Regions from separate parts of the Mus musculus genome. Here all the other regions are linked to region 6. Evidence: chromatin contacts called from public Hi-C, HiChIP or PLAC-seq and promoter capture Hi-C data. All regions are on one chromosome and are shown on one strand. Each heading gives the region's core, a stretch centred on a gene start, on an enhancer-like site or on the middle of the called end of the contact. The rest is flanking DNA. Distances are from core to core; before and after follow the strand shown. Region 1 holds the start of Coprs (coordinator of PRMT5, differentiation stimulator). Region 2 holds the start of Tdrp (testis development related protein). Region 3 has its middle 13 kb from the start of Gm39134. Region 4 overlaps Erich1 (glutamate rich 1). Region 5 overlaps Gm5907 (predicted gene 5907). Region 6 holds the start of Cln8 (CLN8 transmembrane ER and ERGIC protein). Region 7 overlaps Fbxo25 (F-box protein 25).

Region 1 (3,395 bases), core at 801-3,300, 1.0 Mb before region 6:
AACTGCTCTAACTTCTCTTTTTTCCTGGCCAGGATTGATAGTTGTCTCCTGAACCTGCAACTTCTCTGCACACCTTTGCCCTTCTCAGGTCTTTATGTCTAACAACTCCTTCCAACACAGCCATTCCACAGCGGTCCACGGGAGAAGCAGCCTGAGTTCTACACACTGGAAAGAATACCTAACCCCGCCCCCCCCCCAATGCCAACCAGGTAATTTTGCGGCCTGTTGCCTCAAAGTTCCCCAAACTTTACTCCCCCCAAGGTCTCTCTGCAGTGGAAACAGTAATGTCCAGGGCTTGGATGATCAGGCTGATGTCAGTTGTTGCCCCACCATGCACGTAGGCTGTGACCTTTAGATACTGGAATGGCTGTTCTGATCTGGCAGGGGTCGTATGATGGAGGATATTTATAAAACATCTAACATATGTTGGAGACGTAGCTCAGTTGGTCAAGTGTCTGCCTAGTGTACACAAAGCTACACACTGATTTTTCCAACACTACATAAAACCAGGCATGGTGGGCCACTCTGTAATCTGAGCATTTAGGAGATAGGTGCAGGAGGATCAGAAGTCCTGGCCACAGAGTGAGCCCAGCTCCTGGGCTACATGAGACCCTGTCTCAAAAATATTACAATAAAGCCAACAATAATAACAAAACCACCTGTTAGACTGCAAGAAGTAACACTTCTTTGACTTAAATTGCAATATTTATTTTATTTGTGTATATTTGTGTGTGTGTGAATATACCAGGAGGATCCCCTGGAGAGGGAGTTGCAGAGGGCTGAGACATCTGTTGTGGGTGCTAAGAGCCAAGCCAAACTCTGTAAGACCACCATGGCTGTCTTTCCAGCCTTCATCCTGCATGTAAATAAACTGTACTTAGCACTCACCCTAATTACCGTTCATTATCTAGTCACCCCTGAGCTTTAATGACTCTATCTCCTGTAGTCCGTGATAACCACAGACCACTGCTGCCCCCTATGGTGCTGGACCTCTTACTTGAACCTCACGCCTATCTCCCTACTCCTGCTCACCCTTCCACTTAAAAGCTTCGCGAGCCCTCCACTGCCATCACAGACCAGCAATGCCATTCATATTGACTCTCACGTTCCTTTCTGTAAGAAGCCTGCTCTCCGACCCAAGCTCCAAGGCCATTTGCCTTGCCCTTTCTCATATCCAGACCTTTGCTGGGCCTACCCTCTCACCCAAGAACATCCTTTCCAGATCCGCCCTAACAACATCACTCTCCTATTTTGCAAAAGTGATTTTCTTTGCAAATCTATTGGTACTTGAATAGCAGCTTCAAGTACCATCACTGAGGCTCTGGTAAGCGTTCTATTCATTCATCCAATTAGGATACACCAGGCATAGGTGCGGCTTCTGGGAAACAGGATGTCTACAGTCAAGAAGCTCGCAGTAGGTGGATGCAATACGGGCAGGTCATGGGGAAAGGCTGTATGGCGCGCACTTAAAAACAAGTTTCTGAAAACCCGTGTCACAAGGGGACCATTCGTTTCATCAAATGGGAAAAAGCACGGGTGACATCTGGCGTCCAAGGTCAGCTACACATCCCCACCAATGGCCAGAGGTCCTCAAGGTGAGAAAAAAAAAATCCGTTTCCTCGCAGCTCCCACCTGACCCAGCCCCCTGCGGCTGGAGCGGGCTCAGGGCAGCCGGCTCCGGGAAGCCAGCTCCGCGTTCCCTGCATTCACTCCCGCAGATGCTCCCCAGCAGCCCCAGTGTCCCTCTCCCTTCAGCGCCAGCCACAGCCTAGGGCTCGGGTCCGCGCGCGTTCCCGCGCCCACTGCCGTTACCGGCCAGGCTCTCTGCGTGCACTCGCGCGGCCCCGGCGTTTCCCGGGTGAGCGGCCTCCCGGCAGCGCGTGAACCCCGCGGTTTCCCGCCTGGGTGGTCGCGGATGCCCGCGTCCCCCACCCCGTCGCGCTCACCTCCGCGCTGGGGGCCTCCTGCGAACTCCGCTCGCCCGGGCCCCGACCGGTGGCTGCCTGAGGGTCCATGCCCGGCCGCCCACAGCCAGGCGCCTGGGACGCTCCGGCACGTGACGGCCGACGGGCTGCGGACAAGCCAATCGGCGTGGGGCGGCGCGGCGACCGAGGGGGCGGGGCGGCGCAGGGGCAGCGCCGGACGGCACGCCCACCTGCGTTGTTGTGCGGGACCGCAGGCTCTACAGCTCTTTCTGACCTCTAGTGCTGGTTTCGAGCCTTAGGCCTGATTGGGCACTGAGCCATCCCAGCCACACGGGGCTTTCCTACTGCATTGTGAAATGACACATAGAGCCCACCCGGGTGTCACACAGTCACAGCCGATGGGCTCCATCACTTTTCTCTCTACCCAATCACAGGGTTTTCCAGATTGCAGGCTGCACCCGCACTACAGCATCCCTTAATGAGGGACTTCAGCAACCTGAAATGATCTGAAATGATAACCCAGCAGCCTGGAGACATGCTGCTTTGATTTAATGATCGTCTTTAAAGTCAATCTGCAAGGAACCAGGATAAAGGAGCAAAACAACGTGCCACCACAAAAACAAGGTGGTGTTAGGAACTTAGAGTCAAAAGCCAGTGCTCCAAGTCAGTAATGTGACTTTGTTGAATAATTCTCCGTTTTCCGTTTCTCTTAGGAGTGTCAGAGGCTACAGCTAAAAAGTTTTGCCCACATGACTACTGGAACAGGAGCTGGACAAAGATGATACCAGTAGACATGCTAATTGGCTCACAAAGCCTCAACCCTACACACAGAACTATAGGCAACTAAGGATTGCTGAGAGTGGGAGAGATAGCCTTCCCCAAGGAAGAGTACCGTTGGTTATCCAGTACCCAGTGGTTGGTTATCCAGTATTCAGTGGTTGGTTATTCAGTACCCAATGGTCTGCCCTGGAAGCCCTACACATGCAAGTAACATTGTATAGACTGAGCAGATTGTATTTAGGTACATTCACATACACACACACACACACACACACACACACACACACACACATGCACACATACACATTCACACATTCACACATACACATTCACAGATACACACATTTGTCACACATATACACATACAAATGAGCGTTCACACACAACACATTCGCGCGCGCACATTCACACACGTTCACACATATATTTCTCACACACACATTCACACATACATTTCTCACACATATACACACACATTCACCCATACACATTCACACACGTTCACACACACACACACAAATAGATTTCACACACGCACACACACAAGCGCGCGTTTGACTAACCTGTTCTCAGGAGATACTTGCTTCCCACTGCATGATTGCTATTCCCACAGCAGCTTGGGGAAAGGAATCAGAAATGTTTACTTACCTTCCAATTTTGTTTTGAACAGGAGTCTTGCTAGACAGCCCA
Region 2 (3,089 bases), core at 530-3,029, 910 kb before region 6:
TTTCAGACGCAGGGCAGTGGGTCTGTACTCCCAGAACTCCACTGGGACCGGAGCTGGGGGTGGGAACCGGTAAAAACAAGGAGACCCTGCTCACCGACGTGGAAACAAACACTTGCCTGCACTCACCGGTCATACACACATGTACGTACACACATGCACATGCACACACACACACACACACACACACAAATGCACTCCATGACAGCCCAGCAGTCACATTGTCTTACTTAAATGATCTGAAATTCTACAGAAGGCCCACCCTGCCTATTTACAGGAACTTCAGCATCAGCTATCCAAGCTTGGAAGGAGGTGACATGATATTCTGAAGGTAATCAGTGCCAAAAAGAAACTTACTATCGAACCATGAAAAGACAGGTGAAGCAAACTTAAACACATATTGCTGGCTAGAAGATGATTTAAAAAATATCTAGAGACCACAGACAAATGCTCATTACTGCCTTCTAAGAGTTGCCGTCTAGCTACAAAACCTTGAAGGCTGGAAAAATGAAAGCTAGGTAAGTTCTAGGGACACAAAAAGGTGACTTCTCAAATGTAAATTCAGATACAAACCATACCTAAAAGCTTACACTCATCAGCTGGAATGTCTGCGTGCTGGCAGCGAGCTTTATCAAATTCCCGAGAAATGTCTTACAATGAAACTTCATTCCTAACAGACGTTCTTTTGCTCCAACTAGGGAAGAAGCAATCTCGGGACTACTTCCAAGTTTCAAAAGAAAGATTTGCAACAGCCACAGTTTTCACACTATGCTTAAAAAAATAAATAAATAACTTTATGCTTAAAAATTGGCGTACTTTGTGACCTAAATTTCCTAGCACATGAAAGGGAATGAAAAGTGTCCCGAGAAGGTGGGTGGGGAAGCCTCACACAGATCCACCTGGGATCCTGTTAATTAAAAAATTCTACACATTCCAAGCGTATCTCTATACTTGTCGGGCCAAAGCTTTTTCTGTATAAAGGTCTCTGATCTCTTCTTCCGGGAGAGGGGGCGAGACGGGATCAAAGGCTTAAAAAAAGGAAATACGTGTTGTGCAAATAAATATCCAGCACACTTTATATTCGCTATAGTCACCAAAAGAAAAGGGAAAGGAAAAAACAAAAACAAAAACACCAAGCTTTTAAGTCTGAGCGAACCGCCGTCCCCGGCACCATGATTCAGGACTTCTCTGTTTCTCCAACTCCGGAATAGAAATACCTGGCCTGGAAGCGGTCACCCCGCGTCCCCGGTGTCTCAAGCCGAACCCCAAAGCCCTTGTGGCAGCAGAGCGAAGGGCAGCGCCGCCGGCCAGTGCGGAAAGTGCCCGGGGTACGCGTCCCCGCGGTACCCCACACATGCTGGCTCTGGGGCCCACGACCTGTAGGACCCGGCCACTCATCAGAGGGGTCCTCCGGGGCAGTCACCTCGCAGCCCCGAGAAGCGTCGGGTCCCTGCCAAGTCCGCACCCGGCACGCGACCCCATGCACCTGCGCTCGGCCTCCAGAGCACCCCGCGGCCCGCACCTGCGCCCCTACGCGTGCCCTCACCGACGCCGGGGCGGCTGCTGATGCTGGCGGTGCCCCTCGCAGCACATCCTCTTCCTCGGGGGGCTCGTCCAGAAGCACTCGACTTCGGCTCAGCTTCCACATCTCCGGTGCTCGACCGCTCCGCGCAGCTTGGCTCCGGGACTGAAGGAGGACACCCGGCCCGCCGCGGCGCTGGGACAGTGCGGAGGACTGGGCGGGGAGGGGCGGTCAGCTGCGGGCGGCCGTCCCCGGCCCGCCCCCAGGCCCGCCCCCAGACCCTCCTCCAGCCTTCAGGTTCCTCAGGTCCCCTGCCTCCCTGGTCCTCCCCCACCCTGACACTCAGCCCGCGGGTCCCCTACTTCTCCAGGACCGCTCCAACCTCCCTAAGTAGGCCCCCCAGGGAATCAGCGGGCCGAGTGCTTTACCAAGGGGCCAAGAACACTGACGCACCAAAACCACGTGACATTTCACACCGGCCGCCCCTCAACTCCCGGCCCTTCACTCACCCAGCCCGATGGGCGTGGTCCATCCTGGATCACCAAGGCAACGCCGAGGTGGGGCCGCGCTTTACGCATGCTCGCCCAGTTGGTGCTACGGGGGCCGAGGGCGGGGCTTCGGTGACCGCAGGCTGAGGGTTAGTGGTCTATGCTGATCCTAAAAGGTCCATTAGTGGATATGGACCACCGGAGAGGGGGGCACCTGCAAGGGAGGAGGGTGTTAGGGAAAGAGAAGGGTTCCTGCATAGACTACGGTCACTTTGCGCTGCTGTGAGGCCTGCATCGATAGAGTGATGGACACAGAATCAACCAGAGTCCAGGGAAGGTTCCCAGGGCCCAGAAGAGACTAGGTAGGTGGGTTGGCAGTGCCAGTTGGACCTGGGGCCTCGACTTCCCTTTGTAGTCTCAGGGTGACACTCAGACTAATGCAGCCTGAGTTCAGATCTCCAGCCACCAAAAAAAAAAAAAAAAAAATCTGGGCATGTGGGCATGGTGACATAAGGGGGTGGGCAGAAGACAGTGTGCACTCAGTGTGGCCAATCAGTGAGCTCTGGCCTAAGACGTCTTATCTTTGAAAATAAAGTGGAAAGTGGTAAAGACAGCAACTTGACTTCTGGCCTTCCCAAATACTCACTCTGTCCAACACTGTACACACATAACAGGTAAATAAAACTGTCCACAATTGTATGCTTTTGTGAGAAGTGCTGTAGGTAAACTCCGAAATGCCTTGTTCATGTTCTTCAAGTGCATAAGAACGTTTAAGGATGTAAACACAGTGAGAACCTTCTCCAGCCAGCTCAGACCCGCCTGGCCTGTCTGGGAGTTATGAACAGGTAGCCGCAGGGTACTTGCGAATACAGCAAGCAAAGGCTTCACAACACCGTGGTTTACAGGTGCAGCACAGGCCTCCTCTAAGGCTGCATCCTGCCAGGATCGGATGCTCATAGTAAGTTAAACTAAACTGAAATTCCCAGATGACTCAGAAGGCCAGGCCTGTTACCCCACATGCTAAATTCTAGACCGCTTTGAAATGGCACTAAAGACTTTGTGTGGAAGACCTCAGTTGTTAG
Region 3 (3,095 bases), core at 176-2,675, 880 kb before region 6:
TGTCAAACATCTTAGCTGCAATTTCAGAGGATGTCCTGACACTACAGAGCGGTTGGAGGAAGGGATCCTGTTCTACAGTCATTCACCTTGGAGCGTCTGTGGCTGCCCTCACTACAGTTAAGTTAAACCGAAGGGCAGAGCATATGAGTCTTGATGGGCACTGTTCTTTCACCCCTTGTTATGACTGGATCATGTGGCCACGATGGACTGCAAGGGAACTGGAGTATCTGGTTATGTTGTATTCCAGGAAGTCAAAGAGAACTTGGGGAGTGAGTGGCACTTTCTGCCATTGTTAAATATGTGGCAGTATCCAGGATTCAAATTTAGTCCAGGGACGTGAGGAGTCGGGGAGTCCCTCACCACACAGACTAGGTGGCTGTTGACATTCGGGCATTCTGTAACACCCAGGGTGCATCTTATTGCTGAAGGCAGTAATTCAGCAACAGGCTGAGAATCTGCATTCCTGACAGGCTTTGGAATTCCAACCAATAGGCTGGAGGGGTTGGACCTGGAGAGAAGCTGGTGGACAAAGCAACCATTTGATACAATGAGCTGATGTCTTGCTACATTTTCTTAGGCTGTTCTCTCACAGTGAGCTGTTGGCACACAGATAGTGGGTAGTTGTTGCACTGGCTAGATATGACCCTGGCAACAGTTATCTCCTGCTTAAGGAGAGTGGAGGCCACTGCAGATGAATATCTGAGCTGCAAGAACCAAAACTTGGCTGGGCGGTGGTGGTGCATGCCTTTAATCCCAGCACTTGAGGTGGAGGTGAAGGGGGTAAGAAGGAAGCAGAGGCAGGTGGATCTCGATGAGTTTGTGGCCAGCCTGGTTTGCAAAATAAGTAGTAAGACAACCAGGGTTACACACACACACACACACACACACACACGCACACCACGTCTCAACAAAACAAAACCAGCAACAAAACAACCAAAAATTTCTGGGCGTGTTTGCATTCACCTTTCTTAAACCCCATCACCGTAGATGCAGAGGCAGGCGGAGCTCTGGGATCAGGAGCAGCCTGGTGTGCAAAGAAAGTTCTGCGCCAGCCAGAACTACATAGTAAGACTCTGTCTCAACAAAGAAACGAACAAAGAGCAAAGTAAACCTCAAAACAAGCCCCTGAGTTTCAAAAAGCTTTCTCTTTTTGATTATTTTCTGTGGTACTGGCTGGCAAGCTCTAACTGGCTGGCTGTGGCCCCTTCAGCCTCAGCACCGATCCCATGCGCAGCTCAGGTCTCTGCTCTAGCCTGGCACTCACATAGGCATTGGGGAAGCTAACGTGCTTCCAGAGGCTCCTTCTCCAGTCAGGACATCGTGCTCTGGACCTAGCTCACTTCCTTCAGAGCGGGGCATACCTTGGGGTGTAGGTGGGGACCAGACACGCCAAAGCCAGGAAGTGACGTCAGCAAGATCCTGCTCAGACAGGGACCCGCTATCTTCTCATACAGAGGCCTGTGGTTAAGAGGTGTCCACACCCCCGTGTGCTGCTTATACAGGGGCCCTGAGTTCACCTCCCTCCCCTGTTCTTGGCTCTTCAAAGCCGCACTTTGGTCCAGAGTTCTTGCATCCTCCTCTTTTGCTTTGTGCATAGTTAGGATAGGGTAAGGCGCTAGTCACAAATGGCATGATGCCGTATTGCTTGATACCGGACTTAGCCTTCCTACCCTTAGGACCCAGACATACATATGATCAGCCACTCAAGTCCTAAGATACGCTGATGCAACACAGACAGACAGACAGACACTGTTCACACTGGAGAGGCTCAGTACATAGAGACAGAACTGGATTTTTTCCCACTTAATACGTGACAGTGGCTGGAGTGCGGGACAGAGTTGTCCTGATCATTCTGACCTAATCCAATAAAAGCTTGAGATAATTCACATTTTCTTAAAACTCAGTTTTGCTTCAACAAAAACTTTAAAAGTTCCTCTAGGGAGAATGAGCGGTGGAACATTTGAAACTTAGCAAATCACTCCAGTTCACTGCCTCAGCCTGGCTTGGGGTTTGACTGGACTCTGCCTTCAGAGAAAAAAACCCCACAGATCCCTAGACTGGAAGCAGACTCCATTTCAAAGACATATACCTCCTCACTTCGCCCGGCAATGGGGAGCTAGGGAAAGGGTTTACTCCATTCTAGCGTACAGTTCCATGACTGTAAAATGATGGGCAATCTAACCAACTATGCTTATTTTTCTTTCTTTCTTTTTCTTTTTCTTTCTTTCTTTCTTTCTTTTTTTTTTTTTGAGACAGGGTTTCTCTGTGTAGCCCTGGCTGTCCTGGAACTCACGTTGTAGACCAGGCTGGCCTCGAACTCAGAAATCCGACTGCCTCTGCCTCCCAAGTGTGGGATTAAAGGCGTGCGCCACCACGCCCGACCCAACTATGCTTATTTTTCAAATTTTCTTCAATCAGATTGCGAAGGGAGAGCAAGGCCTCAGTTTGCTTTGGGCCTGCCTTGGTTTGTGGCCTCAGTGAATATGACTCACATCCTGAAATGAAGCTCACCGCCTGGATGAGTGCCCCTTTGTGGCTAAGTATAAGCTGCACTGTCAGGGCATCATTTTCAAACAAGAATAAAAATGAAGGGAATTCCCAAGAGTCCCTTAACAGCACGACTTAGGAAGCCAAAAGGGGAAAGAATCACAGTTGTAACTCTGGAAGGCCGTCATTAGCGTGGTGAAGGTTAATAGCTGGTGCCCGTAGGATTCTCCAATCATTCCCCATGGACAAAACCTTCTTCCAAAGATTACTCCAATTATAGCCAATCATAGTGCTTTGCTGCACAAGGAATCTCGGCTGAGCTCATGTCACTCCTGTGCACAGGGGCAGTGCCCTCCTTAGACCTTCTGGAATCTGCCTCTTCTCCACCTATCGACATCTGTCTACTTTCTCCGTGTTTTCCCCAATACTTCATCTCTGTGAAGCCATCAAGAAGCCCAACAGACCGAGTTGTCTCTGCTCAGTAGCATCTCTTGTAACAGCTCTTCTGTTCTTACCTCAGAGAAGATTCTTCTTCCTTCCACCATCGCTGGGAGGAGCTCGTTCTAAGTGTTTGAAGGTTAGGAGGGAGGGAAGTCAGAGCCACTCTA
Region 4 (3,067 bases), core at 144-2,643, 850 kb before region 6:
AAGCTCTTTACTAACAGGTAAGGGTAAAGATGAATGTGAAGGGTGTAGCTCACCAGTGAGAAACAGTGAGCTACCGCTACGTACCTACAAGGACCCCAAGTCAGGACATGCGTGCGCGCGGTAGGAGATCCTAGACCAATTCCCAACACGGAAAAAATAAAAAACCAAAACAACAACAAACCAACCCATGACCCCATGCAAAGTTCTAGGATGGGGATCAAGGGGCTTTCCCAGTCGGCAGGATCGAGGTCAGGATCAAGGTCAGGGTCCTTACAAGGCATGGGAGGACTTGATGGAGGGAGACTTTAGGAGTAACACACTGCACCTTGGCTTCTGCACTAATGTGTGCCTAGGGAAGCTGAAGAAGTCGGGGAGCCCTCTGTGGAGCCCAGAGATGTGATTCCACCTTTTACATATGCTGTGGCTATGCACCCCTGGGTCCTAGCATTTCCCAGGGTTGTAGAGCACAATGTAGTGTATAAATACATGACATATAGATTCATACAGGAAAACAATGTAGCTCTTGTTGTATTTAAAACACATGCCTACCAGTCGTGTGGCTTACACATATATTTGGCAAATGGGAAAATAAGATGTGTATGCCTAATTTTCATATGTTAGCTAAAGGAGAAACAATTCCTTAGGATCTGGGAAAAATACCTTAAGGAAGAAAATGTAAGCATGATGGCAAAGGTGTGTGTGACTGCAGTCAGTGTCATAGAAGCAGCTGTTCCATCCTAAAGGCACCAATTTTCCATCTACATGGACAAGCTTGTTTCTTAGAACATACTTTTCATCATGATGCCCTTTTCCTGGGCAACCTTTTTTTTTTTTTTCTTTTTTTTTTTTTCTTTTTTTTTTTTGGTTTTTGAAGACAGGGTTTCTCTGTATAGCCTGGCTGTCCTGGAACTCACTTTGTAGACCAGGCTGGCCTCAGACTCAGAGATCCGCCTGCCTCTGCTGGGAATAAAGGCATGTACCACCACGCCCGGCTTTTTTTTTTGTAATGTACATTATACATTACACACATACACACACACACACAGTATCTGCCCTCAGACACAGCAGAAGAGGGCATCAGATCCCATTACAGATGGCTGTGAGCCACCATGTGGTTGCTGGGAATTGAACTCAAGACCTCTGGAAGAACAGAGAGTGATCTTAAATGCTGAGCCATCGCTTCAGCCCTTCTGGGCAACCTTTTAAGACTTCCACATGGTGAAAAAGCCCTTTGGCAAAGCTTCTGTGCTTGGCCAAACTACAGTTGCTCTGCAGGCCTCCTTCAGGGCCCACCTGTGAACGGTTATCTAAAATCCAGCCCAAGCCAGGCCTCTGATAGGCTGAGCTGGCTGTAACACCCACCTCATGCTCCCCCAAGCCAGGTCTCTGATAGGCTGAGCTGGCCGTAACACCCACCTCATGCTCCCCAAGCCAGGTCTCTGATAGGCTGAGCTGGCCGTAACACCCACCTCATGCTCCTCACCTTGCATATCTGATCAACCTTTGTACAACTCCAAGGTGAGGTCTGCTCACTTGCCTTCCCTCAGCAAGAATCCCGTCAGGTTCGTTTGGCAGGAATCCTTCTCATCCCTGATGTTTTCTTAGTGACACACGCCCAAATTCTCCCTCTGCCCCCAGTCCCAACTCTAAAGCCTAACTTGCCCACACTGTACCTGGGCTCCGGAGGCATGTCCCTGTACCGTCAGGATGGCCCTAAACACAAGCCTGCCAAAACCAAGCGTTGTGAATGACTTTTTTTTCTTTAATATTATGACATCAATCACACTTGCAACCTATGGCTTTCCCAAAATCTCATCAGAGGAAGCTGATCATGTTGTCAGATAAACCCAAGATAATAACTATTACAGAAATAAGATGTTGAAGGATTATAACACACTTCAATGTCAACTTAGTTTCTGATGTAATTTTCTCATACTTTAAATTTCTCATATATGTGTATGTCTGCCTGCTGTAAATAGTTATGCAAAACAGGTTCTGTTTTCATAATTCTGTATACCCTAAATATTTTATTATGACTTCTGGCAGGACCACTTTGCTCAGGGAGTCTGAGGAAAACTATGGTGCAGGTCTGATTCCTGGGGCAGTCAGGTTTCTATTGAAGAACTAAGAGGGATGCGCTCTCTGCACACGGGAAAGAGAGCTCAGGCTCCTGCTTCTAAACAACAGGTCACAGGTAGTGGCCACAGAGGAAACCCGTGCGATGCTCATGGCTGACGTCTGTATGGCACACTGGACTGAAAGCCCCTGCTCCTGGGTTCTAGTGTGCGTAGGTTCATCTGCATTCCCCATCTCTCTGCTCACCAGGCATGAGTGGGCAAAGCATGGCCGCTCCTGTAGGCGTTGGCAAATTCATGGGCCCAGCTGAGCTGATGAACTCTGGTCCACAGACCTCAGCCTTATGCCTACAAGCCTTAGGTCTCATCAGGAACTCTCCCTTGACACCCCCCCCCCCCACCCCCGCCACTTTACTCCAACAGCCCCAGTGAGCCAATCAAGTCACTGATTCTATCACACTGTGATCAAAGCACTTCTCTCCAGCGTGGCCTCCCACTAGCCCTGAAATTTCGGAACAGTGCCACCCTTGTGCAACAGGGAAGTGTCCTCGTGGCTGTCACTGGCTGCAAGTAAGTGCGTGTGTGCTTCAAGGGTGGCTTGTGTCCCAGGAGGACCAACTTGTAGATCTTCCCTTTCCTGATCAAGTACAAGATCCATATGTGGCCAGAGGCAGCTACCTGGGGCAGGGTTATGTGCACAACCGGAAGAAGTGTATTCTGGGATGTTAGCTAGAGTTTTAAGCAAAGACAAAAGGCAGGCATTAGAAAGACAATTGCATCATCAATTAAGAAATAACTTTCACCATACAGTCTAAGACAGTATCTGTTTTAAAAGCATGTGGGAAGCCAAGTGCATTGCTTACGCCTGTGTCCCTGTAATACTATCAGCACCACCACCATCACCACCACAACCAATTCAGAGGAGAGGTAGGGGCTCTTACCGAGCATCTTGGTTGTGGGAGCATGTGCAGAGGCTATTCTTCACTTCTTGT
Region 5 (3,330 bases), core at 248-2,747, 890 kb before region 6:
GGAAGAAGATCCAATATTATCACGCCTAAAACTCGCTTCTTTGCCATATTGATGATTTTGATTTAAAAGGAATTGAGAACCAATTAGTGTTGAGCAAATTCTACTTTTCACCTCTATTGCCTTGAATAAAGTACACACTTTCCCTTTGTGCACATACATAAAAGGAATGTTGCCAACAAATGGCTCCGGCCAGGAAGAGAGTGGTACTCACAAGCTTTGATCAGCGGAGGAATCTGCCTTGTGGCACAGCTGCCCCTGACTGCCCACACCCTCTCTGTAGAGCCCCATAGCATTTACGCTCCTGTGAGCCACTGCGCATGTGTGGACACCGAAATGCTTTTCTCCTATTACTTTCACGTTAAAATGAATTCATAGACTGGCTTAAGAACCGAAACTGGCAGGAGGAAGTGATTTGCTTTCCACCTAGAGCCCATATTTACTTTCTATTACCATTCTGACTCTTTTGTTCAGTGTCTAAAGTGGAAGAGTGTAACTTCCTATGGCTTTGTGTGGCTGGCCAGATGCACAGCCTTGCCACCTCAGGAGGAAGTCGTCCTCCACCCACCCACCCCCAGCCCCCCCGCACTGTACCGCAGCTTGGAGATCTAGATGTCACATGAAAAATAAGGGCTCAAACTGCTTTGTGGCAGTAGGGTGCCAGACTTTAGGGCTCATGCCTCTACCTGAAGTACAGTGGCCTAACGTTGCTCTGTGCCTGGCTGGTTTTCTGTACAATTAAGTTCATTTAAACACAGGGCTCCCTGGCCAAAATGTCATGGTGAAAACCACCAACCCAGTTCAACCTCTTTATTTTCTCCGTGGCTCCCTCGCGGGGGGAATGTACTTTACTATAGGTCAGAGAGTGAGTGGTTTGGCAGAGCTGCCTAGACCAGTCCCGAGGCCCCAGCAGCATCACAGAGACCTACCGCAGCTCCGAGCCCTGAGACCCAGCGCAGTCCTCTTGGATCTCACCCGGTCCACGTAAAAGTCTGTGCCTCCTGCCAAAGGTCACCGAGTTCAACCCGCCTCTAGCCAGAGCCCCACGGCCACAAAAATTACAGTTTTTGAAAGCCCAGAATGGCATCTTCAGTGTACAGTGTGTGTGTGTGTGTGTGTGTGTGTGTGTGTGTGTGTGTGTGTGTGTGTTGTGGCTCTGAAGGAGATGGACCCTTTTAGGGAAAGGAAAGGACAGAAAAAACCCAAAGCAAAAAACAAGACAGCCTTGAATAGCCATTCTGCTGACCCCAAACAACTGTAAACAGTAGCAATAGAAAAAACATTTAACCTCTGAGTTCTGCTCCTAGAAAACAAGACAATGCACGGGCTACTGTTTCGGACAGAGCAGCGGGCCCCTCCCCTTGACACACCCTCCAAGGCCTCTAAGACCCCCTTATGCTAATCCCTGGTTTCACGTGGGTCTTTTTCTCCAGTATAGTTCAAACAACTACACTGAGGTTTCTCAACTCCCCCCACATCTGCTTTAACACAGCAAAAAACACACATGAGTTTGCCTAACATCTGCTCGCTTCTCAGTGTTGTTCCTAGGAGGATGTGAACCAGTGGTCTACGTAATAGTGGAAATGCCGTCCTTGGGTGTTCTAGTCACTAACAATTAAAAAACTATTATTGTTAACCAAGAGCAGTTACTGGTATATAATCCCCTGCCCCCCCCCCCCCACAGTACAGTTATACTTGAGAGACCATGTTCTTTATTTAGAGAGAACAAAATTAACTACTTTTTTTTTTTTTTTCCAAACAGGGAAAGGCATGAATACAGTCCCTTGACACACAAAGCAGGCAATCAAGTTTCACACAGTTGGGAGAGTCTTTGGGATTGCGTGCTCTCTGTAATGGGAGCCTGGGTGGTGGTGGTGGTGGTGGTGGTGGTGGTGGTGGTGGTGATGGTGGTGGTGGTGGTGGTGGTGGCGGTGGTGGTGGCGGCGGCGGTGGTGGTGGTAGTGGTGGTGGTGGTGGTGGTGGTAGTGGTGGTGGTGGTGGTGGTGGTGGTGGTGGTGGCGGTGGTGGTGGCGGTGGTGGTGGTGGTGGTAGTGGTGGTGGTGGTGGTGGTGGTGGTGGTGGTAGGGCATTTTACGATCACAATGTCTCCCCTACCTGATAAATTTCTTTTTAATGACTGAAGAATCATATTCTTATTGCACAAAAATAAGAAAATTCAGTAAGATATACAGACGGAAACACAAAACAATCCATTCTCAGAAGTAGCCTTGAGGAACATTTGAATGTATTTTTTCCAGTATTTAAACACATACCTGAGGTCAGACTCCTATGGTATTTGAACTGCATTTGAAAATTAACAGACTTTTGGACTGGAGATGTCTCTGAGCTGCAGATGGATTCCTCAGCAGGTACGTGTCACTGTATCAGGCTAAAATTATCGTTTAAATTTTTAAAATAATATTTAGGTATCTTGAGATCAGGGACACAAAGGAAAGTCGCCTTGTATGGGGAGATCAAGTGTCTCAAAGTGAGTTTGGATAAAACAGCGCAAATCTTGTCAGATTCACAAATTTAGATGAGTCTAGCAGATGGCTATGTTACTTGTTTGTTTTCTATTTGCCCGGCTGAAAGGTGATCTTAGACTTATTTATTATATGTGATTTTGTTTTTAATATAAATACAGATCTGAGAAGGACTCTGTTGGGACAAGCGAACATCACACATAAGCTGCTCTGTGCCTTCTGGCCTTAAGTGTGGCCTGCTACCAGAACAAGTGTGTAAATCCCAAATAAGAAATGCAGTGCTGTGCATGTATTAGAAGTTGTATTACAGAATGTCATATATTGATGCTACGGGATATAATATATATTATACCATACACACACATATAACATTATATGTGTGTATGTATGAAATATATATTATATGTTATATATATTATATGTGTGTATGTATATGTATATATACATATGTGTGTATATGTGTATATGTGTGTTATGTATATGTGTGTGTATATATATATATGTATACATATATGGAATGAGATAGCAAGTCAGAGCAGGGGCTTCCCAGGGAGGTCTGGGGGAGTTACCTGTTAGGCAGGCAGTCCTTCAACTGCTACAGCACACACTTGGCATTTGACAGCTCCTTAAGAGTCCTGTGCAACTGGGTGAAGACTCTTCTATCTGAGAGCCTCATGCTAGGGAGATGGAAGCCCTGGCTGGTAGAAGTGTTTAGAACCACTCAGGAATCCATGCAGCCACAGGGAACAAAGTACCAGTAACCAGTACTCACTGGCATCCAACAGATGGCGAAGGTAAGGACAGCACAGGCAGGTCACTGGTGTTGACAAAGGACATGCTCCTTTCTAAG
Region 6 (3,329 bases), core at 465-2,964:
CCTCTCACATATACCACCCCACCCCCACTCCTTCTCTCTTTCAAATACCTGGCAAGAGAATTCTTATTGTCTACCTGCTAATGCCTTGTAAGAAAAAAATAATCTGTTTATTATTTTATTTGTGTGTATTTCTGGGCATGCCACACTGAACATTAATACCCAGGACTCGCATGGTAGAAAGAGATGTCTTCTTGAAGAAACAATGAAATATCGCAATGAGTACATTTTGCTACCAGGAAATGAGGGTTAAATTAACCCCCCCCCCCACCTCCATTAAAGTCATTCCAGTTTGCCTTCTCCAAACGGCCTATGACACAGTAACAGAGGGCAACTGCCTGAGACTAACAGTCGAGGTCATAGTGCCTGGGACAGGCAACTGTAACATCTGGATGGATGAGTGAGCTGTGTGGTGTGGGAACCTGACACAAGAGAGGCTTAAGGAGGGCTTAGAGGAGACATCCAGCCAGGCTGGCCAGATGGAAACAGTGCCTGGGGTGCAAACTTGCAGGTGATGATGCAGGAACTGCGGTCAGATAGGAAAGGTGTGTTTGTAAACAGTCTAACCCAGGCTGACCTTAAAATCAACTCCTTCCCTGAAGATGACCTTTAACCCCTGACCTTCCTATCTCCACCTGGCCAAAGGTCAGTATTACTAAACGCTGTTTACACACCCAGATCTCTCTTGTTATTTTGACACAGGGTTTCAAGCAGCTTAGGGTGGTCTTGAAACTATGTTATTGCTCATACCAGCCAAGTGGAAAAACTAAGGTGCCAACCATGGACTCTGGGGTGCACCAAATATTGATGAAACCTCAGGAAAATAACAGAACTTGAACGTCGGTGTAAAATCTTTGCTGTAAAGGGACCCTTATCACAAGTCACAGGGGCACAGGGCTGAAGTCACAGCTCATTAGCCATTCTATCCATCTTGTGTGATGTTTCTCAAAGGTATTTCTGCAGGTGGCCTGGTTAACTATGTTGCAATTCCTGGGTGTTCAGAGACAATATCAGAACCAGGAGGGTGGGTATGTACAGGACGCTATTCCTTCTAGTCTTTTAAACCAGCTATCTTGTTAATTATCAAGATATGGTATGATAAAGGGCTCTAGGGAGGACTCTGTTATGTGGCCACCTGTCTGCAATCCAGGGTAGGGTGGGCAATTGCCCTGTCTAGATAAGGGCCAGGCAATTGCAAGCACCTGACTAGCAGACATTGCACAAGGAGTGCTGAGGCCAGACGTGAATCCCGAGCCAGGTTGGTTTTCCTGCTATGCTAGGTAGATGAGGGTACTAAGTGCTGATTATCTGCTCAGAGAGAGGGGACTGATTCCGCACCTCTCACCGCTACCCTACCAGCCCCGCTTGGTTAGTAGGTACATGGAATGGGTCGGGAGGTCTTTGCTCTTCTCATAATGCTGGCTCTGAATTAGCTTCGGCTCTTAGCAGGAGCACAGGGTAGCTCTGCACACGCCTCACAGCCACCTTTTCCTAAGGGACCGTAAGCCCGAACTGTACTTGTGCAGACAGGAGCTGGTTACCACCGCCTGGAAGACAATGCTGCTGTAGCAAGGGACACAGTGCGGTCCATTTTGTCGGCCTGAGCAAGTTTTTCGACTCCATGCAGTCGCCTGGAGCTCTGGCAGCACCAACCAGGAGACGCGTGCGCTTGCGTTTCACCTCTGCGCTCTGACGTCAGAGGCCTTAGGGACTTAGGAAAGAGGGAAGGGACAGGGAGTGAAGGGGTGTACGTAGGAGGGTCTTGGGGGACGGTCCACACAGAGGATCGTGGAAGGTCAGTTGGGGTGGGGGTTGAGGAATTCCTCCACTGATCCCTCCGTACCACTCTTAAGGTCCCAGCACCAACTTGAGCTACGATAGTCAAATCTAGCATAGCGCGCTGCGAACTGTGTAGCCTGCTCCAGGCACCCCCATGGCGCTGGATGGGATGATCCTACCCCAACTCGTGCCCCCCGAGTCTACCTTGGTAGCGTCCTAGGGAGGCGAGGCTTAGGGCTTCAGCAGTGCGCGTGCGCAGTGGATAGTGTTTGCTCAGCGCGCGACACTGTCGTGGGTGATTTCTCCGGTGCTAGGGGCGGGATGGCCTGAAAGCGGGGTGCCCAGCTGAGGCGGGGACACAGATGGGCGTGGGGCCCTAGTCTCCAGTGCCACTCAGCGACCGGTATTCTATCTGGCTCCGGTCACGAGGTGTGTCTACGGCTCAGGAGCTCCTGGGACAGCGAGTCTAAGCAGCTGATGGACCAAGAGGCGGCGCCCCCCTTCTGCTCACCTGAATGCAGGTGAGACGTGAAGGGCACCCTGTATACACCTGCCTGCAGCAGCGCAGTCTTTGCTTGGCCACCCGAGGAGGAAGCATTCCATTTGGTGTATAGGTCCTGGGCCACCGTGGGCGCGGGTGGACGATTCAGACTGGGTCCGACTGGATAGGTCGACCTGGGTCGCAAGAGAACTTGGGGCAGCAAAGTGATGGACCACGGTCGCTGGGCTAGGTCTGTACAGTGCTAGGGGATGAGGAACTTGAGTGTGGATCATCATGGGACCAGAGGGTGAAAGGCGATGTTGGTCAGATCTCCGCGAGGTAGGACTGGGTGGTGTCAGCACTTAGTGAAGGGGAGCGGGAATAGGAAGGACCCCTAGCTCTCAGCACACCGTGGGAGGTCCTGGGGCTAGGGTGCTGCTGCCTTAGAAAAGGGTGCCTAAGCCCTTTTAGAAGGCTTTCAGAGTCGTCGGAATGACAGAGTAGGTGGCTGCTCCTAAGTACTGTTTGAATTCATGTCGGTATCGATATTTGTTTTCTGACCGTGTTTATGTATGAAATCTGTAGCTATACACTGGACTTGTTCCCGTGTTTTGTATTTTTTTATTTAAACTTTTCTCTAGGAAGAGTGGGAAAGGCTATGATTAAGGAAACCTCAGATATTCTGAAAATATGAGATTCCACTACACCCACCCAAGCTCTGGTAGACCCGCCCTAGCCTCTAGGTGCTAGTTGTTATGGAAACAAAGCTCCTAGACCTTGAAAGCTCTCCCTGTGCTATTCAGGACCGAATCTCTTCGGATAGTGAGAATCTGGAGAATCCGGCTAGGATAGTTAGTGGATAGGTAAATAAGTCCCAGTAGTGTTTCTCTTAGGCCACTGAGAACCACGTGGGACAGGATTAGTGAGGGGCATGCCCGATGTGCTGCAAAAGGCAAAGGCAGAGTAAACAGCTGCCGTGTGTTTATTCCTTTCTGTTAATAAAAAGGAAACGTTTTATCTAGAGAAAGACTGACTCAGCATGTGCCCCCAAACCCGTGGTATTGCTTAGGGC
Region 7 (2,998 bases), core at 271-2,770, 960 kb before region 6:
CAGTGTCAGTGAGGAGGAAGCTGAGATTTAACAGTAGATACAGATAGAGCTGGGAGGCCGCACAGACACCAGGCCTGTCCCTGGGTGAACCGCAGCGCAGCCCATGTTCACTTCACTTGCTGCCATGAAGCAGGGTCGATGTCATCAGCAGTTCCACATTTCAGATCCACCGTTTTCTAGGTATTTTTCTAGTTAAAATAGAGCAGGGGCAGGCATGTCCAAGGATAACTTCCTGAGCACAGGGAAATCGCTATGTGCCAGCCCCATGAGACGATGCTATGTGGTAGCCCCCATGAGACCACCCTGCAGAGCAGTGAAGAAGACTGAAGTGACCGTCAGAGCACATGGCCTCTTCGCTGTAGTCTTGCTGAAGCTGTCTCTACAGCATGGCCATTGTGTTTTGTTGCAGGAAGCCCCTGTGTTTTCTCCACGTGACACCGCTGTGCTTCCTTTCAGCAGGTAAACACTGGCCTCACACTCAGTGACCTGCCCCTGCACATGCTGAACAACATCCTGTACCGTTTCTCAGATGGCTGGGACATTGTCACCCTGGGCCAGGTAACACCAACCCTGTACATGCTCAGTGAAGACAGGCGGCTGTGGAAGCGACTGTGTCAGTACCACTTTGCTGAGCAGCAGGTGAGTGCGGGCAGCTGGCCTTGCTGCTTGTGGGTTCTTCTTTCTTCCTTCCTTCTCCACCTTCCAGCCCTCTAACACTAGATAAGGAGGAAGGAAGGATAGAGCGAAATGGAGAGAGACTGTGAATGCCATCGGTCTGGTTGGAAAGGGAGTGACATTATTGTTAGACGACTTCCTGATGAATAGGAGTGTCGGTTCTGTGGGGCAGTGTGATCTTCACCATCAGGATGATATCTGATTTCTCCTTGTTTCTTTTTTGCTCACAACTGTTTAACAAATGGTAACCCAATAACAACCACCCACCCACCATTGTTCAACCAACAACCCAACCCAATCCCTCCACCCCCAAGGCTTCTTGGGGCCCTAGCATTTATACCCTCTGAAAAACCCCTAGAATTCCAGACCTTACACGGTTGCAGAAACTATCTACAGCTGGTAAAGTCATAGCCCGGCTAGAGTACGAGGCAAGTCACAGTCAGCTGCTGTGGATAGTCTGAAGCAGCCCCGTATCCCACACCTGGGTTAAAACAAAACCATAGTCCCACGATATTCCTGTGGTTTTTAAAGAAACCAAGATCTAACTAAAGTGTGCAGGTCAGTCCCTGAGTCAGGCCAGCTGGCCACCATCCTTTGCCCTCGAATGAAGGTGGGGAGCACTTGATAGCAGCTAGAGGATACCAAAGTTGCTTCTGAATTGTATCAATTACAAGGCTCATGTTTCATATTGAAAAGGAATCATGATTCTAAAAATGTCCTAGTACCAAATTACTTAACTAGCTGAGTTGTGTCCTGTCTCCTGGGAAAGGTCACAGTGGTCTCTTTCCCTGATGAGTCCCACTCTGGCTCTGCCCCCTCCTGTCAGCCTGTCGTCCTTGCAGTTCCCGTGCTTCCCACTTGGTGGCACCATCTTGAGGTCCTGTGTCTTGCTAGTTGATGCTCCTGCTCCAGAGTGAAATCCCCACCTTTGCGTTTCTGCAGCATGTGGGCATCCTGGCTCACTGCATCAAGCAGTGCCTGTTTCATTCAAGGATAGGAAGCAGCGAGTGATGCATTGTCTGTCTTACGGATGTGGACATACCTGGGATGCTGGAGCATTGTGACGTGGGGGCCAGAGTGTGCCTGGTTCACGGCAGATGTGGGCAGAGCAGAAAGCAGGTCCCATCAGAAGAAGGAATCAGGGGTCTTAGCCACAGCTGAGATTCCACCCAGCTTAAAAAGTCCAGCAAAGCACCTGGAACACAGGGCACCTTTTATATGGCTCTCAGGATCTTGCTTGAGAGAAACACTGGTGTGGACATCAAAGGCGGTAGTCAGGGGTGATGTACGTGCCCAGCCAGGACCCTAGGAAAGTCCTAAGCAGAGCCCCAAGGAGATGCCCAGACCCAGAGTGAGCCTGTGAGAGCGCAGGAAGCTCTGGGTTCTCAGGCATGGAGCAGTGCAGCCAGGATGCTGCAGATGGGTGAGCATGGAACTGGGTCCATGGGACTGGGCTGTGCAGAGGCTGGGCCTGAGAATGGCTCGGTAGGCAGGCTAGCCCACCTAGCAAGAGGCATAGCTACTCCATCTGAGTGGGAGTGGACGTCCATTGCTCCCTGCATCCTTAGCCATCCTGACTCTTCCTACTCTCTTCTTATCTCTTTCTCAGCGGCAACTGTGTTTCCGCCCCCTCCTTTTTGAGATTAGATTTGAGCTGGCATCAGAAATGCAGGAGAGAGTGGTTGATCTTTTGGAGGAAATATTTAGAGCCATGGATAGAGTGATGAATAAATGTCTGTCTAGGATGGGCCCTGTGCATCACACATTGCTCTGGGACCTACCTCCAAGGATACCATAGGGCAAGGCCAGGGCTCGGCCTGGGCCACCAGAACCCCTGGCAGGCGTTATATATCCAGACGTCACACGTCCTTCAGGAAATCGGCTGACTGTTGGTTTGTGAGTCCTGGAAGTTCCTTGATGAAAGACTGTAAAGGTTAAAGGTCTGTTTACAACAGTGTTCACCTTCTATAAGAACTTAGAGTAGAATCATCCGTTAGCACCTGTGAGAGCGTCTTTTGATGCATATTTTCTTGATTGAATCACAAAACTGAACTGTGAGATGTTACCAGTTCTTCAAGAGTGACTAACAGCAGCAGGCTCCTGGTTTCTCAGGATCAGCAGTAGCTTACAGCCAGGGCAGGGTCCGGCCAGCACTGCAGGCTAGGAAACACCTCAATGAAGCTGAAGGCTGTGTAGGTCCTGGGTCAGCTGTTTGTAGTGACAGCAGCAGGAGCCACTGGCAAGATGTGTGTGATGTGAGCAGCTGACGTAGATGTGAGACGTGAGTAACAAAAAGACCCCAGGTTCTTATGCAGAGGAGAAA

Evidence for each region. Promoter capture Hi-C pulls out the DNA fragments that hold promoters and counts their contacts. Hi-C and Micro-C count contacts between places; a contact is called where the count stands out from the background. HiChIP or PLAC-seq counts read pairs in DNA pulled down with a chosen protein or histone mark.
Region 1: an H3K4me3 HiChIP or PLAC-seq map of stem cell-derived neural progenitor cells shows a contact between it and region 6, with 7 times the contacts expected there. The contact joins the promoter of Coprs here to the promoter of Cln8 in region 6. A contact is called at or near these places in 20 of 39 promoter capture datasets (the 3T3-L1 cell line, the HPC-7 cell line, cranial neural crest and 12 more), 2 of 15 datasets of contacts at CTCF or cohesin (large pre-B cells and pro-B cells), 2 of 484 Hi-C or Micro-C datasets (the C2C12 cell line and the HL-1 cell line), 26 of 115 datasets of contacts at active chromatin or transcription factors (the NIH/3T3 cell line, bone marrow-derived macrophages, cardiomyocytes and 16 more) and 3 of 9 other capture datasets (adipose tissue, embryonic stem cells and macrophages).
Region 2: an H3K27ac HiChIP or PLAC-seq map of embryonic stem cells shows a contact between it and region 6, with 10 times the contacts expected there. The contact joins the promoter of Tdrp here to the promoter of Cln8 in region 6. A contact is called at or near these places in 5 of 39 promoter capture datasets (the 3T3-L1 cell line, hippocampal neurons, liver and 2 more), 1 of 15 datasets of contacts at CTCF or cohesin (the NIH/3T3 cell line), 1 of 484 Hi-C or Micro-C datasets (embryonic stem cells), 20 of 115 datasets of contacts at active chromatin or transcription factors (VIP interneurons, astrocytes, bone marrow-derived macrophages and 11 more) and 1 of 9 other capture datasets (embryonic stem cells).
Region 3: a promoter capture Hi-C map of embryonic stem cells shows a contact between it and region 6, with 3 times the contacts expected there. The contact joins the enhancer-like site here to the promoter of Cln8 in region 6. A contact is called at or near these places in 2 of 39 promoter capture datasets (cranial neural crest and embryonic stem cells), 1 of 15 datasets of contacts at CTCF or cohesin (the NIH/3T3 cell line), 13 of 115 datasets of contacts at active chromatin or transcription factors (the NIH/3T3 cell line, astrocytes, bone marrow-derived macrophages and 5 more) and 3 of 9 other capture datasets (adipose tissue, embryonic stem cells and pancreatic islet).
Region 4: a contact with region 6 is called in an H3K27ac HiChIP or PLAC-seq map of embryonic stem cells, with 8 times the contacts expected there. The contact joins the enhancer-like site here to the promoter of Cln8 in region 6. A contact is called at or near these places in 13 of 115 datasets of contacts at active chromatin or transcription factors (the NIH/3T3 cell line, embryonic basal ganglia, embryonic forebrain and 4 more) and 1 of 9 other capture datasets (embryonic stem cells).
Region 5: a contact with region 6 is called in an H3K4me3 HiChIP or PLAC-seq map of embryonic stem cells, with 3 times the contacts expected there. The contact joins the enhancer-like site here to the promoter of Cln8 in region 6. A contact is called at or near these places in 2 of 39 promoter capture datasets (cranial neural crest and stem cell-derived epiblast-like cells), 10 of 115 datasets of contacts at active chromatin or transcription factors (astrocytes, bone marrow-derived macrophages, embryonic forebrain and 2 more) and 2 of 9 other capture datasets (adipose tissue and embryonic stem cells).
Region 7: a Hi-C map of cortical neurons shows a contact between it and region 6, with 2.9 times the contacts expected there. The contact joins the enhancer-like site here to the promoter of Cln8 in region 6. A contact is called at or near these places in 4 of 39 promoter capture datasets (cranial neural crest, embryonic stem cells and hippocampal neurons), 1 of 15 datasets of contacts at CTCF or cohesin (large pre-B cells), 5 of 484 Hi-C or Micro-C datasets (the G1E-ER4 cell line, cortical neurons and palatal mesenchyme), 18 of 115 datasets of contacts at active chromatin or transcription factors (the NIH/3T3 cell line, astrocytes, bone marrow-derived macrophages and 9 more) and 2 of 9 other capture datasets (embryonic stem cells and pancreatic islet).

What each region holds. Positions count from the first base shown.
Region 1 is chr8:13,888,221-13,891,615 of GRCm38.p6, forward strand. It overlaps Coprs (coordinator of PRMT5, differentiation stimulator), which reads right to left and starts at 2,051. Exons shown (of 4, transcript NM_025556.3): 1 at 1,947-2,051. The coding sequence starts at 2,015.
Region 2 is chr8:13,972,998-13,976,086 of GRCm38.p6, forward strand. It overlaps Tdrp (testis development related protein), which reads right to left and starts at 1,780. Exons shown (of 3, transcript NM_173744.4): 1 at 1,544-1,780. The coding sequence starts at 1,645.
Region 3 is chr8:14,011,331-14,014,425 of GRCm38.p6, forward strand. No RefSeq gene overlaps it. Among named protein-coding and RNA genes, the nearest start is that of Gm39134, 13 kb to the right of the region's middle. Within about 2 kb of position 1,426, at least 64 of the 459 cell types and tissues checked have an H3K27ac peak or open chromatin away from gene starts, as enhancers often do. A contact at or near this core is called in embryonic stem cells and trophoblast stem cells, where this site is marked.
Region 4 is chr8:14,037,223-14,040,289 of GRCm38.p6, forward strand. All of the region lies in intron 3 of Erich1 (glutamate rich 1), which reads right to left. Among named protein-coding and RNA genes, the nearest start is that of Gm39134, 13 kb to the left of the region's middle. Within about 2 kb of position 1,394, at least 21 of the 459 cell types and tissues checked have an H3K27ac peak or open chromatin away from gene starts, as enhancers often do. A contact at or near this core is called in embryonic stem cells, where this site is marked.
Region 5 is chr8:13,992,219-13,995,548 of GRCm38.p6, forward strand. All of the region lies in intron 1 of Gm5907 (predicted gene 5907), which reads left to right. Among named protein-coding and RNA genes, the nearest start is that of Gm5907, 7.8 kb to the left of the region's middle. Within about 2 kb of position 1,498, at least 64 of the 459 cell types and tissues checked have an H3K27ac peak or open chromatin away from gene starts, as enhancers often do. A contact at or near this core is called in embryonic stem cells, where this site is marked.
Region 6 is chr8:14,886,822-14,890,150 of GRCm38.p6, forward strand. It overlaps Cln8 (CLN8 transmembrane ER and ERGIC protein), which reads left to right and starts at 1,715. Exons shown (of 3, transcript NM_012000.3): 1 at 1,715-2,297.
Region 7 is chr8:13,930,726-13,933,723 of GRCm38.p6, forward strand. Fbxo25 (F-box protein 25) reads left to right here. Exons shown (of 10, transcript NM_025785.3): 8 at 457-639. Among named protein-coding and RNA genes, the nearest start is that of Fbxo25, 24 kb to the left of the region's middle. Within about 2 kb of position 1,521, at least 15 of the 459 cell types and tissues checked have an H3K27ac peak or open chromatin away from gene starts, as enhancers often do. A contact at or near this core is called in cortical neurons, epiblast stem cells, forebrain and 1 more, where this site is marked.